Linked DNA regions of Triticum aestivum: region 2 is linked to region 1. The links are chromatin contacts, called in public Hi-C maps. All regions are on one chromosome and are shown on one strand. The core of a region is the stretch at or near the end of the contact, and the rest is flanking DNA. Distances in the headings are between cores, read along the strand shown.

Region 1 (2,700 bases), core at 86-2,585:
GTTGGCCTTCAGGCTGGTCACAATGGGCAAGAACATAGTCTAGTAACTTACACACTTCCCTAGACTATGTTACTATCTCCACAGTGGATAGAAACATCTATGTAGTGTCATGCAATAATGTATTTATTAGGTTATAGACTCATTGTTTCTTAGAGTGTGTGATGTTCCTATAACTTAGCTAGTTACCACAAGCATCTCTCTCTTCATTAAATGTGTGACACATAAGCAAAGTTGTATTGAAGTGTGTGATGTTACTCCTAAGTTCCTCCCAATTGTGACCAGCCTCAAAACACACACACACACATCGAGCCTTCTTGGGTGTCGGAGATGGACCACACAACGAAGGCCCAATCTGGGAATCGGTGGCAGATGCCCAAACAAAGAAAGACTGACTGAATGGGCTAATTCTGAGTGTGGAGGAACGGACCAGGTCGCTGTTCACATGATGGAACGAGCAATGAGCCCGTCAAGTGACTCGACGGCCTCCTCTAAAAAAGAAGAAGAAGAGAGTAACTTGATGGCCTTCTTCCGGCTGCACCTTGATGAAGAATTTTTGCTCGAGTTGCTCTTTTTCTTCCGGATTTCTGTTCGTGGAGTTGCCGCTGACAATCTTTCTTCAATTTTGTTTGATGATTGATGTAAAGCGCAAAGAATTCTACTTTCTACTCATGCAAAGGGCAAGGGAGATTGCCATATTCCGTTCTGATTAGGATAATACGGACCGATGGAGGCTGCATTCTGTGCTCTCCTTTGCACAACAGCACAAGCAAGCACAGTGTTGCCGCTGCTTCATGTGGAAGGCCGCCAACCCGACGGCCATGGCATGGCATGGCACGTCGCTTAGCTTGGCTACGGCTGTTATTCTAGTTGACTTGGCTACGGCCACTGCGCACTGAAGTCCAGATGGCTGTTTTCTTTTAGGGGAATTTCAGATGACTGTTGTTGGATCAATGGCAAAGTTTACTGTACGTGAGACTGCGGCCGAGGGTGAACGGAGTTGGAAACGCCGACTGAGGCACAACAAACGCCGTGCAGAGACGTCGAGGGTAGACCCCGGCCGGCCTATCGGTCGATTCAAGACGGACTTGGACGCCCACAATTTCCGGAGACTAGAGCGCCGGCCGGCCGGCCAAGGCCAACGGCGACGCCTTTAGCTCAGCTGCATAGCTGGTCAGGCGAGTCGATAGGTGCACTGGATATTTATGTGTCGTGTCAGCAGGCAGGGGAGGAAACCGACCGGTCAGGACAAATGCGTCGACGCCGGAGTAGTCAGCTAGTAGTACACCTGTATACCAGCTGTGTATACACACATGTCCCGAATGATGGGACATCGTCGTGACAAAAAGACGGGGACCGTCACGTCCGTTGTGCTCGTGTACGTACAGTGATTCCTATGCCTTGGGAGAGAGCGAGCGTCCCTTGCGCGCGCGGACCACCGTGCCTGAGACTGAGATTCTTGAACTCGCTCCCAAAACTTAGTTTTCGGGGCCAGAAATGAAAGGAGCCGAAGAAAAGGATGGAGACGGAGAGGAGCAGAAAGAGACGCACAAGCCACCACGCACTAGCAACCAGCGTGCGGTGCGCCACATCCTCCTGTTAACCTCGCTCATGGCTCAATCATCAATTACTACCTCAGCTCCCCTCAAAAAAAAAAAAACTACCTCAGCTCAGCATATGCGATGCATGACCATGTCCACGATCTTAGCTTGAAACTCATTGTAGATCCTTGACCGCTAGAGAGAAAATAAAAAGAACAAAATCTTGTGTGTGATTATTAACTTAATAGCAAAATAGCAAAAGAGCTCGTGCATTGCAACGAACGGTACGACACGTCTCTAACCCAATAATCATGACTCAAGACCCAACATGGCATCCTATCTATGCTCTCTCTCTCTCTGTCTCTCTCTCTCTCATATGTGGTTATTGATAGTTTCTTTTGTCTTCAGTCTGATTGTGATAAGGTGTTCATTTGCAACATGGATCGACCTCGGTATGGAAAAAAGAAGGATTGTACGCTATTGATTAAAATTACACCATAAATAGAACTTTAAAAATGTTAAATAGGTAAAATAACATCATATTCAAATTGTACACATCGCTATTGATTAAAATTACACTATAAATTGAATTTTTTGTCACTTAAGTCTGGACTTTAGGTTGATTTCCGAAAACACAAAGTTTTTTTGTAAAATGAGCGACAGACAGCCAGAAGCACTACTCGCTTTATTATCAGGTGGAGATTAGCACAGAACCAACCTGGCAGGGTTCAAGTCATGGAATTGAAAATTGTGGTACATCCTTGACTGTTAGAGAGACAACAAAGCAAAACAAAATTCTTGTTTGTGATTAACACAAGTAGTACTTTCACTGATCTAAACGATCTTATAAAAGTTTACACAGGGAGTATAAGTGTATAACAATATAAACTCACACTAGTTGATTTTTTGAGAGAAAAGTCATATTTCGACCCAGCTTCAAATTACTATAGCCATTAACGTGCTAGGATACAATGATGTGATACATGAAGCAAACTTGAGAAGAAGTAGAAAGATCACACGCAAGGAACTCACAAACACAACAAACTCTTGGAGCACGATCACCACCGCAAGGAACGTCCTGATCAAACCGCATATGAAACTCCTCCCCAGAAATGATCGATATGTGCATAATCCATCAAGGAAGCACCAAATGAGAGGAAGA
Region 2 (2,700 bases), core at 76-2,575, 300 kb after region 1:
TAGTAACTTAAACTAATGTCATGCATATGACATTAGTCTAAGTTACTCCCCACTATGACCAGCCTAATCGATGGGCGGTGAAACTCTGACAGCCGTCTGGAGTGACAGGGAAGACGAGCGACAGACGCGGCCTTCACGGCCAAAATCGCCGCTGGCGGTAGGCAGTCGGCGGCTCACGCACGACCCAGTTTGTTTTGCGGTAGTTGCTTAAGTGTTGCAAATTTGCAGCACTATTGTATTTTGCAGCTGCCCTAAATGTGGAGTGTTTTCTTCAAATATATCAAACAGTTATTTGAAGTAGTATTTTTTGCATCCCGTGATGTAATAAATGGTTTTGTGCTATTAGATGGCACCTACTTCCTCCGTCCATTAATAAGTATACATTTGATATTCAAAATTGTATACTGCTACATGCACGGCGACAATTATCACACGAAACACAGACGGCAATGCCATATCCACCATACAAGCCCAAGGCTAAAACAGCACCAGCAGCTGGATTAAGTCATCGCCCAAGCGCTCGTTGAGCCAAATGTCGTATGCGAAGTACTTTCGTTCAAAATTTATTGATAAAATCTATACATCTATTTTCCCAGTGCACTTTAAAATAGAAAAAAAAATCTTATCACACGGTAATCAAGATCAATAATATTCAACACATCGTCTCCTCACTTTTTACATGCACTTTGAGGTGGGGTGATTCAATAGGAGAAAGAAAATGACTTGGGTCTTTCCAATGTATTTTTTTACTCCGCTCCATAATTTGCCATAAAATTTATATATGTATATACGTTATCGTGGATGGAGCAAGTATTGGAGATGCTTCAAAAAAAAGGCATGAAAAATACATCATGCAACTAGTGATTCTCCCTTGCGAGAAACGAAGCGTGAAAGCGCAGCAAGGTCCGTTCTGCCCACGTTCCCCGACGCCGTGCCGTGCCGGCACCGCCGTCGACGGACCGTCGAGCGCGAGCTGATCGTCCCCACCTCCCCTCCTCAGGCCGTCCGTTACTGACAAGTGCTTCCACGTTCCCCGTGGACCCGGCGGGTCAGCGTCGGGGGCCCGTCCCACGAGAAAGCCACGTTCCAGTCTTTCCCGGAAACCTATGCGCGACGGGAGCTCCGCCGTGCCTCCTCCCACCTGAACCAGCAAACACCTGGGCCCCACCTCGAGCGCCGGGCCCGCGCCCAGCGACCCGGCGTGCTCGCCCTCGGGGCCGGCTTTCCTTGTCGCCGTTCGAAATTCGAATTGAATGCCCACGCGCGGAGCGGAAACGGACTCCCCCGGAGAAAAGGACAACGGCTACCTCCCCCACTACTTGTACTTCCGTTTTGTCTCGTCCGATCGTCCCGGCCGGCCTCATCCTTCGTCGGTCGTCACTCCCCCCGCGCCCGCAGACGCAGACGCAGAGCCAGCCAAAGCAGGAGAGCTCCCGCCCGGACGTGTGACGAGAGCGTGAGGGCGTCGATGGGGAAGTGGATCAGGTCGCTGGTCGGCCTCAAGGCGCCGTCGGCGTCCGCGGCGCCGGGAAAGGGCCGGAAGTGGAGCCGGCTCTGGCGGGGCGCGTCCAGGGACGGCGCCGGGGGCTGCGAGACGTCCTCGACCACGTCGTCCGCCACCGCGCTCGGCTCGGTCGTGGCGCGCGCGCCGCCCGCGGACTTCCGCGTGATCAGGCAGGAGTGGGCCGCCGTGCGCATCCAGGCCGCCTTCCGCGCCCTCCTGGTAAGTGGTAACCAATCCAACGCGCAGATTGCTCCATGGTTTCGTGCTACTGCGCATTCCGATCTGATGCGATACCGGTGATGATGGACTGATGATCTGTCGCGCGGTTGATCAGGCGAGGCGGGCGCTGAAGGCGCTGCGGGGGATCGTGCGGCTGCAGGCGCTGGTGCGCGGCCGGCTGGTGCGGAGGCAGCTCGCCGTCACGCTCAGCCGCATGGAGGCGCTGCTGAGGGTGCAGGAGCGCGCCATGGAGCGCCGGGCGCGCTGCTCCGCCGACGCGCAGTCACAGGACGCGCCCGGCCACCGCGACGGCCGTGCCGATCCGCTCAGGGAAACCGAGGTGCATATCTTTTTTTGATTGAATGTGCGTTTGCAATGCTTGCTTCGATCCATGACTCTTGCAGCGCTCGGTAATGTCGAGAATGTAGTTTTCATTCCTGCAAATTTGATAGAATCGCTCCATTTCTTGTGGCAAGAATTTGATGGTGAATTAGAGATTGAGGCTGAACTGGCCCTTCCTGTGGTATGGGCCTCCAGTTTCTTAGTTTAACACTGGCCCATGGGCTATGTTGTTGAGAATGTAGAAATTTGATAGAATCGCGCCATTTTTGGTGGCAAGAATCTGGTGGAGAATTCGAGAGATTGGGGCTCAGCTGGGCCTTGCTGTAACACTGGCCCATGGGTTATGTTGTTCAGTCCGCTCTCTTCCATTTCTGAAAACACACCCCTCTTTTTTTTTTCTGAAAACACACACACTTTTACAGGTTTTTAAACTACACCACAAATATACAATTCCTCCAAAAGAACGACATTAGTGATTTTTATTAGATCTGGATTCAAATTATAAAGTAAAAAAGATTGCCATGCTCACATATTTGAATCCAGTTGGTAAATAGTTACTTGTGCAAACCAAATTTGATTCGAGCATGAGGATTGGAGATCGTTTCGTTTCCAGGATGTGAATTCAGAGATAGTTC

What was found. Hi-C and Micro-C count contacts between places; a contact is called where the count stands out from the background.
Region 2: a Hi-C map of leaf shows a contact between it and region 1, with 5 times the contacts expected there. The contact joins the promoter of LOC123065206 here to the enhancer-like site in region 1. A contact is called at or near these places in 2 of 5 Hi-C or Micro-C datasets (both in leaf).

What each region holds. Positions count from the first base shown.
Region 1 is chr1A:544,503,381-544,506,080 of IWGSC CS RefSeq v2.1, forward strand. No RefSeq gene overlaps it. Among protein-coding and RNA genes, the nearest start is that of LOC123180243, 42 kb to the left of the region's middle. Within about 2 kb of position 1,336, at least 1 of the 8 cell types and tissues checked has an H3K27ac peak or open chromatin away from gene starts, as enhancers often do. A contact at or near this core is called in leaf, where this site is marked.
Region 2 is chr1A:544,800,407-544,803,106 of IWGSC CS RefSeq v2.1, forward strand. It overlaps LOC123065206 (protein IQ-DOMAIN 6), which reads left to right and starts at 1,326. Exons shown (of 4, transcript XM_044488558.1): 1 at 1,326-1,723; 2 at 1,839-2,063. The coding sequence starts at 1,469.